Regions from separate parts of the Ovis aries genome. Here region 1 is linked to region 2. The links are chromatin contacts, called in public Hi-C maps. All regions are on one chromosome and are shown on one strand. The core of a region is the stretch at or near the end of the contact, and the rest is flanking DNA. Distances in the headings are between cores, read along the strand shown.

Region 1 (6,583 bases), core at 1,644-4,143, 190 kb before region 2:
CCCAGTCAGTTTAGAGGGACTGACTGGACTGTCCAGGTGTTGAGGGATGAGGCACACAGCCTGATGCCCCTGACCTCATCCAACCTGGGCAGCCCAGCCCTTCCTTAAGTCAGGTGAGGGCCTGGAACCCACTTCAGCAGAGGCGGAGAGAAGGAGCAGTACTCCTGAGGCTGTTGTGGCACCAGCGTAGTTAGTAGGCAGTGCTGTTGGCTTCAGAAGGACTAGGTTTGAGGATGGGTAAGACAGGAACAGTCTGAAGACAGCAGTGGTGGTTGGAGAAGGTGCCTTAGTTGGAGGCACTACAGGTGAACTGGGCCCAACAGGTAAATATTTGAGAACGAACTTTGTACTAGGCACTGTTCAATGCAAAACGCAGCTGTCACAGAATTCATCCCTAGCTTAGAAAGCTTCGACAAGTCACTGTGACATGTGCTAAGGAATGCTAGAGCAGCATTAAAAGGATAGCAGTGCTGGACTGTCGAAAGAGCAAGGAGGTTTCAGAAAAACAGCTATTTCTGCATTATTGACTATGCCAAAGCCTTTGTGTGGATCACAATAAACTGAAAAATCCTGAAGGAGGTGGGAATACCAGACCACCTGACCTGCCTCTTGCGAAACCTCTATGCAGGTCAGGAAGCAACAGTTAGAACTGGACATGGAACAACAGACTGGTTCCAAATAGGAAAAGGAGCACGAAAGTCTGTATATTGTCACCCTGCTTATTTAACTTCTATGCAGAGTACATCATGAGAAACGCAGGACTGGAAGAAGCACAAACTGGAATCAAGATTGCCAGGAGAAATATCAATAACCTCAGGTATGCAGATGATACCACCCTTATGGCAGAAAGTGAAGAGGAACTGAAGAGCCTCTTGATGAAAGTGAAAGAGGAGAGTGAAAAAGTTGGCTCAACATTGAAAACTAAGATCATGGCATCCAGTCTCATCATTTCATGGCAAATAGATGGGGAAATAGTGACTGACTATTTTGGGGGCTCCAAAATCACTGCAGATGGTGATTGCAGCCATAAAATATGTTTACTCCTTGGAAGGAAAGTTATGACCAACCTAGACAGCATATGGGCATTGCCAACAAACATCCATGTAGTGAAGGCTATGGTTTTCCAGTACTCATGTATGGATGTGAGAGTTGGACTATAAAGAAAGTTGAATGCAGAAGAATTGATGCTTTTGAACCGTGGTGATGGAGAAGACTCTTCAGAGTCCCTTGGACTCCAAGGAGATCCAACCAGTCCATCCTAAAGGAGGTCAGTCCTGGGTGTTCATTGGAAGGACTGATGTTGAAGCTGAAACTCCAATACTTTGGCCACCTGATGCGAAGAGCTGACTCACTTGAAAGTACCTTAATGCTGGAAAAGATTGAGGGCAGAAGAAGGGGATCACCGGATGAGATGGTTGGATGGCATCACCAACTCAATGGACATGGGTTTGGGTAGATTCTGGCAGTTGGTGATGGACAGGGAGGCCTGGCATGCTGTGGTTCATGGGGTCACAAAGAGTCGAACAGGACTGAGCGACTGAACTGAAGTGCTAAAAAAAAAATGAAAAAAGGATAACAGTGCTACTTTTAATATATAAATTGGATGAAAAGCCCCTTTGATAAGGTGACATTTGAGTAAAGCTTTGGAAGTGAGATAATCATTTCCCAGTTGTACTTGTGTCTCCACCAGGCTACAAGGCTGACCTTGGTGGGGACCTGGTGCGCAAGGCCATCCCCTACCTTCTCACTTTTCCATACTTCCACGCGCTGTCCCCGTTCCCCGCTCCCCCCCCCCACCACGCCCCCAACATACACACACCGCCCCTGGCATGTGTGGAAGAGATGCACCTCTCCTCCAACCCCTTGGGGGATCCAACCACTATAGAGTTCAGTCGCTCAATCGTGTCCGACTCTGTGACTCCATGGACTGCAGCACGCCAGGCTTCGCTGTGCATCACCAACTCCCGGAGCTTACTCAAACTCATGTCCATCGAGTCAGTGATGCTATCCAACCATCTCATCCTCTGTCGTCCCTTTCTTCTCCCGCCTGCAGTCTTTCCCAGCATCAGGGTCTTTTCCAATGAGTCAGTTCTTCGCATCAGGTGGCCAAGAAAGTATTGGAGTTTCAGCGTCAGTCCTTCCAATGAATACTCAGGTGAGGTGAGGTGAAGTCGCTCAGTCGTGACCGACTCTTTGTGACCCCGTGGACTGTAACCTACTAGGCTTCTCCGTCCATGGGATTCTCCAGGCAAAAATACCGGAGTGGGTTGCCGTTTCCTTCTCCAGAATACTCAGGACCGATGTAGAAGCAGTGGAAACCACTGTTGGAAGGCTTTCAGACACCAGCCTAAGACGACCATAGGCAGGGCGGAGCGGCAGAGCCTTGCCCAGCAGGGGGCGGATCAATAGCTCGTTCTGCCCGCTGGATGCAGACGGGCCGTCCACATTTCCGTTCTATTTTGCCTCCGCCCCGCTAGGGGTCGCTGTGGAGCGCTGGAGTAGGCTCAGCGCGTCCCAGGCTAGGCGGAAGCGGCTTTCTGGCCTGCGCTTTATAGGTCTCTCTTGTGCTTCCTGTTTCCTCTTTTACCAAGGACCCGCCAACATGGTAGGTGTTTTGGCTCTAAGTTGGTGCACGCCAGAATCGTCCGCCATCCGTCGTTTCCCTCAGCTCCCAGCCCGTAAGGAGGCGCGCACTGCCCTGTGAGGCTGAAGCCTCCATAGGTTGCTGGTTTCCGCGTTGACCCCTCGCTCCACCGCTGCCCGGCCGGGCCTTTACTGTACCGGGCTCAGCCCCAGCCCACGAACCCAGCTCGGGTCAGGGTGTGACGCCGCGCTGTTTCCTGGAGCGGGGTGGTCCTGGCTCGCGAGTGACCCTATTTTCTCCACCCGCAGGGCCGCGTTCGCACCAAAACCGTAAAGAAAGCGGCCCGGGTCATCATTGAGAAGTACTACACGCGCCTGGGCAATGACTTCCACACCAACAAGCGGGTGTGCGAGGAAATCGCCATTATTCCCAGCAAGAAGCTTCGCAATAAGATCGCAGGGTGAGTCGAGTCTGAGTTCGGTTTCCAGGGCCTCCGTGGCCCCGCGGGTGGGTCCTGGGAGCTGTGCATTTGTGGGGGTTTTTGGTGAAGTTGTCTTGTGTTCACGTTGCATCGATACTTGGCTGTTTGACTGGCAATGGCGCTTGGACGAAGTTAGCCCCAGTTGATCTCTGGAAGAGAATATTTAAAGACCTACTTGATCTTCTGCTGTATTGCGTAAATTGGAACTCGAAGGAAAGCAGATGAGGGTTGGGAGGGATCGCGAAAGTTTGTTGGAGTATTTGGTGGTTTTACAAACGAACGTGAATATAGAGGACAGCCATGCCTGCATAAGGAGCTGAGTGTAGAGGTTCTGTGTATGTAGAGGATTCCCAAGATGACTCCTCTCCCTTCTCACTGCCGGTAAAGAACTGAAACTCCTACGTGCACATCCAGAGGTGCTGTGTACCGTGGGGACCAATGTGTGTTCTTGGGCGCTTTGTAGCTACGTCACACATCTGATGAAGCGGATTCAAAGAGGCCCTGTGAGAGGTATCTCCATCAAGCTGCAGGAGGAGGAGAGAGAGAGGAGAGACAATTACGTGCCTGAGGTAAATTTTCTGGGTCTTACTCTGGACCTCTGGTTCATCTTGAAAGATAGAAGGAGGTCTCTGAGAACCGTTTCAGGTACTTGGTTTCCAGGGGGACCTCAGCTGCATCTCCATAGACCACCCCACCCCCCTTAAGCAGCTGAGCTGTGCTTGTGGCTTAGTCGCCTCCGAGTCTTTGCGACCCCTTGGGCTGTAGCCCGCCACGCTCCTCTGTCCGTGGGATTCTCCAGGCAAGAATAGTGGGGTGGGTTGCCATACACTTCCACAGGGGATCTTCCCGACCCAGGAGTGGAACCTAGGTCTCCCACATTGCAGGCGGATCCTTTACCATCTTAGCCACCAGGGAAGCCCATAAGCCGCTGTAGGTGCCTGTAATCTGTGAATACCTGCCTGTATGTTGTGTTCCACCCTGTTAGGACCGTGTAAGTTCTGTACACAAGAACCTTGCATTACTGGTGACTTCTTAAGGTTTTTTAAACACTGAATTTGTGGGAGCCTATTGTATCCCCTCTATGCTTCACCCCTCCCCCATTTTTTCTTCCTCATTTAAGAATATTGGAGAAAAGGCAGGGAAGGTGAGAGATTCTCTAACTCATTACTATTTGGGGCCGGCCTTGTTTCTCCTAGGTCTCAGCCCTGGATCAGGAAATCATTGAAGTAGATCCTGACACTAAGGAAATGCTGAAGCTATTGGTAAGTGTTTGCTGAATTTCTGAAGTAGGGTTTCCCTGGTCACCAACTATCAGTAGCTCTCTGCTGTCTGTAATACCACGGGGTAACACTTGTTGAATCTTTAAAATATGTCAGATAGTCTCCACATTTTCTATATGTTGTTTTCCTCACTGTATCCCATGAGGTACCTCCTGTCTACGTTTTATAGATGTTGGAGCGGTAATTTCAGGTTAGTGGGTGGCAGAGGTGGGACTCCATCCACACTTCTAACCACTAAGCTAGACTACCTCCAGAGGGGGTTTAGCTGGTTGCTAAAGGTCGAGTTTGCTGTGCATGCGACGATAACTCCCAGGTCTAGTGACCATTGCTCTTCTTGCTCTTCTGTGTCCACATGCTAGCCACTCACATGAGCTCTGGTTTCATTTCTGGTGCTGACAGGGCACTACTTGAGTGGTTCAGCTGTCTTCAGCACACTGATAAGTGTCTCTTCTGTGATTTATCTTAGTACTTGTGCATTTTGGTGAAAGCATGAGCTTCAAAGTCCAGGGGGCAGTTGATTTCGAGCAACTTTATTTTTCCCTTTTTTATGATGATGAGACGTTTAAATAGTAGCATGAATTCCTATATACCTACCACCCAGCTTCAGAAAAACATCACCAGTACAGCTAAAGCCTGTTATAGATTATTTTCTCCTGAAATAACCACTATCCTGGAATGTAGCTTTTTATTTTCAATGGTAAAATTGATCTTTGAGCATGAAGTGAGGAATTAATTTCTGGTTATGTGGCAGGACCTTGGTTTCACTGCTCTTAGATGGAGCCAGCTCTGAGGCAGGCCCTCCCCTTGTCCCACCACTCATCTTCCTGGGCCTTCACAAATGCTGACTGCATGAGTGATGCATCCTATCTGAGACCGGTCCTGAAAGTGAAGGGGCACTGTGTTAGCCTTAGAGCAGTATTCTTAAAGGGACAGATTTTGCACCCAGGGGACATTTGGAGATACCTGGTCACAGCTGGGGGTACAAGTAGACTTGTGGGTGAAGGCTGAGGATGCCGTTAAAAGTCTTAGAATGCACAGGACAGCTGCCTTGTGACTGCTGGGGTGGAGGATCCTTCAGATGGAGTCCACCCCCTTGTGAGTTTACTGGTCTGGGGTGGGAAGAAAGCTGTCACTTTTCTGCGGGGTCCCAGCAGTCTGACCCAAGCTGGAGGAGTTGGTGAAGCATAGCCTAATGGTGGTACTGGGACGCTGGACACAGATCTTGCCAGAACAGCCACACTAAGCCCATTTTTATCATTACAGGACTTTGGCAGTCTGTCCAACTTGCAGGTCACTCAGCCTACAGTTGGGATGAACTTCAAAACACCGCGTGGAGCCGTTTGAGTCTTTCTGCTGTGCTGTAATATTTTCAATAAACCTCGGACAACAACCTTGCCTGTGTCATCTGTGTGGTTGGGTCCTGGTGGAACTAAGGACAGGAATTCTTTCTCACGGGAGAAGTGTCCTGCAGAGCACCTGTGGGCAGCGCCCATACAGACAGTGGATGCCTGAGAAGGCCTGGTCCTGGCAGGTCCTGCATGCGCACTCTGGCTTCGGGCAAAAGTCAGGAGATGCTTTTCCCTCTTTACCCCATGTGTCCTGTGTGTTTGAGCTCAGCCTCTCCTGGGTACATGCAGTTCGGGTTAGTGAACCTTCTTGTCTTGAAAAGGTAATGTTCCCCACATGTATGAGGGTTGGGTTTTCTGGGGATGGGAGACAGAATGGGTGTGGAGCACAGGAGACTTAAGTGTGAATGGATGTGTGTGTGGAAGGATCAGTGAGACCATGGGATGTGTCAGGTTAAGGGAGGCAGAGCTTGCTAGGTGCATCTTGGGAGATGGTTCTGAGCTTAGAGATCCTGCTGAGGCAGTGGGTCCAACTGTGTGGTGGAGAGTGCTAGGTTGGGCTGGTGCGTCTTGTCAGTTTCCTAAGAACAAGGACATTAACAGCTATGAATGAATGATCGTAATCAGGAAATCCACATGGATATGATAGTGCTACCTAACCCATCAGTTAAATTGCTCAGTTGTGTCTGACCCCATGGACTGCAGCATGCCATGTTTCTCCATCACCAACTCCCAGATCCTGTTCAAACTCATGTCCATTGAGTCAGTGATGCCATCCGATCATCTCATCCTCTGTCATCCCTTTCTGCCTTCAGTCTTTTCCAGCATTAGGGTGTCTTCCAGTGAATCATTTCTTCGCATCAGATGGCCAAAGTATTGGAGCTTCAGCATC
Region 2 (6,612 bases), core at 2,600-5,099:
TAATTTCAGAAGATGCATTCCCTTAAAGAGAAAAATAGTGAATTAAAAATATGCTGATATTTACCTCTGCCCATCACTTGACAGGGCGCGACCTGGTGACTAAACCACCACCATCACTTGATTTGGGCTTCCCTGGTGGCTCACTAGACAGGCCTAATTACAAACATCTGTAACTGAGATGTGGCATCAACATGTTGGAGTTCATGAATAACAAGCATGGGACTATTAATTCTGTGGCTGTGGTGTTATTTATAATTTGGCTCCTCCTCTTGAAAAACTAACCTTAAATCCTGCACCGGAGGTTTTATGGAATCCAATTCCAGCGGCTGAAAAAGTTTCATCATTCCGTTAACGACAAAAATCAAACTCAACATTTATTTAGCACCTATTATATGCATGCCACTGGATTAAGCACTGTAATGATGAATGTATTTTTCTGGGTCCCCACTCAAGACGATGGTCTGACAAGACTCTTAGAAACTCAGGGGTCCTCCTGACAATGTGGGTGGCAGAGAGCAAACTGCTGCACTGGAGATGCTTACAAGACACCTGGGTGAATTTAGGACATCCACAACTGCCCCCAGTAGGCCAATAAGACACAAGACTTCTTGAAAAGCTACTGGTGTTAACTAAAAACTTACTAGTACTTAATGCAAGATAACCAATATCAGATCTGGGTCAAAAACTTGAAAGCAGTTAAAGCTTCGCTGTTCAACTTCACCTGTGTAACACTTTTAAAAAAAAGAAAAAGTCAGTTAGGTAGCTTAACCCACAAGCATTACAACGGTATTAAGTGCAGCTTAGGTAAGTAGTTCACAACCATCACAGGGTTCTTCAATGACTCTGTAGGACTCCCAAATGCGATGAACAGAGTGAACCTGAATTTTCAGAGCGCGTAGCAGAGGGGGAGAGTGTTGCATCTACGTTATGCAACACTGAAAAAGACTTTTCACTTTCATGTAGAAAAAGTATGATGACTGCTGGAAATTTAAGACAGAAAATGAATCCATTTCTAACCCTCTAACTGGAAGATCTAGCAATAAGCAAGAAAATCAAGACAATTCTACAAATGACACAGCAGCAGAGACTGATGAGCCTCAACAATCTATACAGCCGTGCATACAGGAATATTTCCCCCTAGATTAATACACAAACAAAAGCATGAATTCCAGCTCTAAAATTTCAAATCAGAGAACCAGAAAGCGTCTGCAGTCTGTCTTCATGAACTTTTTTTCCTTTTTAAAAAAAGGAAAAACACCTTTCCTTTAGAAAACCTTAACAAAGACGAAGCCCAGAAACTTTGGCAAAACATAGCCAAGGCAACAGGCGCTGGAGAAGACACGCAATTTTACAAAGTTACCAAATGTCCCAGTAAGACTGGTTGATAAATTAACTTCGTTCTGCTGAACGCTTCAAAAACTGCGGTTTTGATAGTATTTTCTAATTACACAGGCTTTAAGAACAACATGTATGCTAATAAACGGGGACCTCAAATACATGTGCAATGAAGCAAAGCTGATATTCCAGATTACATTTTAAATAGTCCAAAGAAAATGGAAAACTGCAACTGCAGGCTTGCGCAAAGCCCAAACCGGGAAAACACAACTGGGCGGCAGGGTCCAGTACCCCGGCTTCGCAGGCTGGCCGCCCTTCCCTTCCACCCGGAGAACCAGAAGAACAAAGTTCACACTGACTGAACGTTCAGGGTCGCGCCAGAATATCGAGGGGAGGAGGAGGCGTCCTCCGCACCCGCTGTCTGGGTAGGGAATGGATTCAAGCGCCTTGGTCAAGTTCACGGCGGTTCCTCGCCCCAGACGGCGCGACAGACATGCCCCGGGAACCGACGCCGCGGTTCAGGGAGCGTCCTCCTGAACAACTCGGCTAAGCGGGGCCCCCAGGACCGGGGTCAATCCTCCTCCCGGCGCCGCCCCGGCCAGGACGGTCCGCGGGCGTCCGTCAAAGCCGGGAGAGAGGGCACCGCGGCCGAGGACGGAGCCGCGCCCGGCCCTGCGGGAAGGCTGCCGCCCCGCGGGGCCCGGGTTTCACCGCGGACCGCAGCCCCGGAGCCGCCCGCCCGCCCGGCGCCCCTTTACCTTGCTGCCGCTGCCTCCGCGAGGCTCGGACTCTGCGAGGCTGGAGCCGGGGTCCCGGGTCGAGGCGGCCGTCTTCTGGCCGGGTGGGAGGCTCGGCCCGCCGGGCGGGAGCGGCGGCGCCGCGGGGCCCGGCACGTCCTCGGCCTCCTTGCCGCCGGGATACACCCCACGGCTCTCGGAAATGTGGATGCTCGGGGCGCAGCCCATGCTGGCGGCAGCGCCGCGGACACGCTGGCGGGCAGCCGCGATCCGGTCAGTAAACGGCCCGCCCGGCGCCTCGGGGCCGCCGCGTGCGCCGTGTCATCTCCGCCTGGGCGGGCGGCGGCGGCGGCGAGCGCGGGTCTCCCGTCAGGAAGTGCGGCCGCCCCTTTTATCGCGGTGCGGGCGCGGCGGCGGCGGCGGCGGAGGCGGCGGGGAGGGGGCGATGGGGCGGGCAGCGCACCGCGGCCGCCCCTCCGAACATGCCCTTCCAGAGGAGGGAGCCGCCGGCCGTCTCCCCTCACATCGCCGCGCTCGTCTCTGCCGCGCCGCGCTTCCGGGGAATTTCAGGGGAGGAGATTTGCGCTCTCCCGGCCCGAGAGCCGACAAGTCCCCGCCGCGCGAGCGACGCCGCCCTCGCCGTGAGGCGGCGCGACCCCCCGGGGGAGGTGCGCTCCCGGCTACGCCCGCTCCGGCCCCGGAGGCGCTGTGGCCGGCGCCTCCAGAGGCTCCGGGCTCTCACGTCTCTCCGCCAGCCGCCCCACGGATAAATGCCCTCCGAGGGCTGGTGGCGGAGAAAGCTAGAACGGTTGAGCGGTGCAGGCCGGAGGAATCCCGCCGGGACAGCAAGGCCGTGTCCACCCCGGGAGGGACGGAGGGACGCGGACCTGAGGCCGCGCCGTCGAGAAGCGCTGAAGCGGCGGCGCTCGCTCAGGAGCTGCGGGCGGCGCGGCTCCGGCTCCGGCTCCGGCTCGGTATTCCGGGCCGGGTCTTGCCGGCAGCACGCCGCGCCCAGCCCCCAGCGGTGACCTCCAGCGGGTGCTGGCGTCAATGCAAAGCAGCTGGGGTGCCCGCCGCCGCCTCCCGGCTCCGCCCGCCACGGAGCATGCGCGGCCACGACGGGAGGGGCGCGCGGCCAGGCTGCGGGAGGGAGAAAGACTTACCCATGGCCGCACGTGGTCACCCCCGAGCCAGTGGTCTCTGATCTCCGGCCTGTGGCCACTAAAACCCATACCTCAGGGTTCGAATCCCGGCTCCGGAACTTAGCAGCTGTGTGACTTCGATCAGGGCCCTGTCTCTGAGCCATTCAAGAGCCAGGAGGGGGAGGGTGGGGGGTGACGGGTGTTACTGACTCGGGCTCAATCCGTGTCCTCGCGTGCCAAGATCTGGAGCCCTAGGCCCGCCTACACCGGCGACTGGGAGGCTGGGATGACAAGAAGCCACATTTCGTGGCAGGCTGGGGATGCCGTCCTACTCGTCCTTAACCAGAGGAGGCCTGTGATGACGCCAGACGCGTTGGCAGAAGGGCACCCCACACACATCGCCACCCGCTCACTGTGTGACCTTGGGCGAATCACTTAGCCTTTCTGTGCTAGGTCTCCTCCCACGATCAACTGGAGAGTGGCACCCCTGGGTGTGCATCACGTACCCTGGAGCTGCCCACCTCGGACCCACCCTCACTCCCGCCCCTCTCTCCCTGCGGCTCGCGGTCAGCCGAGACCCGGCACGGCTAGTCCCTTTCCTCTGCCGCCGTCCACACCTTTCCTAGCGCGGCCCTGGAACGACCCTGAGGTGCCGCCCACTCCCGCCTTGGCCCCGGCTACTGTGAAGACCTGGAGGGGTATTCCGGGCTGGAGTCCCTGCTGCGGCGCTGGCACTGCCGCAGAGGCTCCAGCGCTGGGTTCCCTGCGGCGGCTCAGGCTTCAGGGTGCTAGGGAATCTAAGATCCACAGCCCCCGCGCCCTCTCCAGCAGGGATCTTTAGGGCCCGAGGTGGGCACCGGGCAGTTCCCCAAGGGCAGCAGAGCAGAAAGGCCCGGTAACCGGGGAGCAGCTTCCCTCTACCGGCCCTCTTTACTAACCTAGCTGGCCCAAGCCACTGGCACATGACTTATATTATCAAGTTCAAGCACATTTAGCAATAATCATAATACCCTCCCTGCCTTATAAAAATACCAACGGCTCAATGACGATGTCTTAAAAGACACAAGGGAAGATTTTTACTATCACCAGTAATTCTACCAGCACTGCAGTGTTTTCTGCCTCAGTGCTCCTGGATTTAGAAGGTAATTTTTCCAGGCAGAACCATGACTCTTCTAAATAAAGAGTAATTGGTGAAGAAAATGCTTTCAACCATCAGAGAGTTTGCAAGTCTGTCTCAGACCCTCTGTCCTCCCTGCTCTGCCTCACTGAGAAGTCTGGCCTTGATGACTACCAGCACTGACCTTGCCTCCTTCCAGCACTCCAGGGTGCCTCCTGGGCCCACCTTCTAATACAGGACATTGTTGTCCTGGCCTCTCTCTGGACATCCTTGAGCCCTGCTCTAATTAGGGGTGAGGACACTTACCCCCAGCTGACCCTGATCCCCTTATCCACTAGCTAGCCTCCTGCGCTGCCCTGTGCTATCGTGAGCTGGTCACTTACCCTCTGTTCTCAGAGAACTGTTGCATAGTCACATTAACTGATTTCCAGGTCTGCAATTTAGGAATGCTAAACTTAGAGACCTAAAACCAAGAATGAAGTAGGAGCAGGCAGGAATGGTGGGAGACATTTGCCTACTTCTGGGGTCACAAGGAGCAACCCCCCACTCACTTCCATTCATACTCTGGAACTCAGCCTGGAACACTCCAGGAAGTCACAGCTTCCCCCCTCACCTTAGCTAGCATCAATTCCACCACTGCCCTCCTTCCCTGGCCATCATCTGAACCTCAAAGTCCCTGAACACTTCTCTACCCAGTTTCCCCAGACCTCAGTGACAAGGGACACAAAAGGAGTCGCAGTGACAAAACCAACCCGAACCTCACTGGTATGTGCCACTCACTGGCTCACCCAGGACTCCGGAGCCCCTGTGAAGAATCCCTCCACATAGGTGTGTGTGAAGAGAGCTCACACACAACCCTACTCCTGCTGCAGGAGAGGCACCCCCAGCCATGTGGGTATCTGGAAGTTGGTGGCATGCAGAACATACTCCCCCGCCACCCCAATCCATTCTCCCCGCCCCCAACTGCAGGGACCCTCAAACAGGACTGCTTGACCCCCTACCAGGCTCAAACTTGTCAATGAATGTCAACTTCAGTTCTTATTCTGCATGAGGTAAATGGGACCAGGAAAGGACTCAGCCGAGAGACAGAGGCCAGCCTGGCACCCTCACTCCCACCCACCCCCACACACACAGCCCATTTCCAGGAGACTCCTCAGTCGTCTGGCCCCTCCCCAGTTCATGAGAGACGTGAAGATGCAGTGCTCCACACAGCTTTATTCTATGTAAAACCCAAACCAACTTGGTTTACGCGCCTCTTACACGTAAGCTGATCCTTTTTCTTTAACAACTGGAGCTCCCTCGCGGCCTTCTTTCCTCCCCTACCTGGGAGTCAGCATTCAAAGGCTGCTACTGGCGCCCACCTTTCTGCTCCTTTCCTTGCCTCCCCACTGAACTGGGCTGGAAGCAGCCAAGAGCAGGAGAGATCCCACACCCTGAGGTGCGAATCCCAGTCCTGCCACAAGCCCTCTCTCCAAGCCACTTTCCTTCACTGTAAATCTAGGATTAATGATATCTACCCCTCAGGGATTAAATAGGCTAACTGATGTCAGATGCCCAGAATAATTACTGAGCGCCTGTGTCTTAGCTTGCCAACTTCTCCTGGGTCCTTTCAACACCATCTTCCTGCAGGCCTGCCCCTAGACTGACGAAAACTGCTGGAGGAAATAAAATTACCCCGAGGATCCATACCACTACAAATCTGGCATCAGACTTCGGTTCATTTCTCTAAATTGCAAGATTTTGTACAATGTGATTTTTAAATCTTTTAAAATCACATTCATATGTGCTAGAAAAATAGTAAAAAAAAAAAAGTTAAAATTAGCATAAGTATATAAAATGTGCAGAAACAAAGGAAAGCCTTTCTTCCTTCCCCAGTCCCTTCCTTCCGTAGAGGTAACTATTGTTAACAGTTTGGACCATATGCTACCAGACCTGTTTCTATGTTAAATAATCAGACACACACACACACACACATGCACACACACACACAGCTGTTAGAATATCACAAGCAGGGCTGCATTGAACATCCTTGAATGCATCTTTTTCTGTTAAGATGGACTCCTAAAAGTTGAATTGTTTGGTGAAAAGGTATGTACCCTCTCATCCCATCCCAGCTCCAGAAGGGATGAAGGGAAATGAAAACATAGAACCAGGCTGAGCTGTGCGATTGAAAGGGGGAACCCTTTAGCCATACCCTCTGCACCTGGATAGGGAGGATCTGGCTACCCCAGATACAAAACCTCTGTTGACCATCCTTTCCAGGCCCCTGGCCGGCTTACCT

The links. A called contact is a pair of places that touch in the nucleus more often than the background predicts.
Region 1: a contact with region 2 is called in a Hi-C map of liver, with 2.8 times the contacts expected there. The contact joins the promoter of RPS17 here to the promoter of PDE8A in region 2. A contact is called at or near these places in 3 of 16 Hi-C or Micro-C datasets (hypothalamus, liver and tail adipose tissue).

What each region holds. Positions count from the first base shown.
Region 1 is chr18:22,158,427-22,165,009 of ARS-UI_Ramb_v3.0, reverse strand. RPS17 (ribosomal protein S17) reads left to right here and starts at 2,893. Exons shown (of 4, transcript NM_001280688.1): 1 at 2,893-3,044; 2 at 3,529-3,634; 3 at 4,262-4,327; 4 at 5,609-5,735. The coding sequence starts at 2,893. The coding sequence ends at 5,689.
Region 2 is chr18:21,971,039-21,977,650 of ARS-UI_Ramb_v3.0, reverse strand. PDE8A (phosphodiesterase 8A) reads right to left here and starts at 3,849. Exons shown (of 21, transcript XM_060401660.1): 1 at 3,236-3,849. The coding sequence starts at 3,304.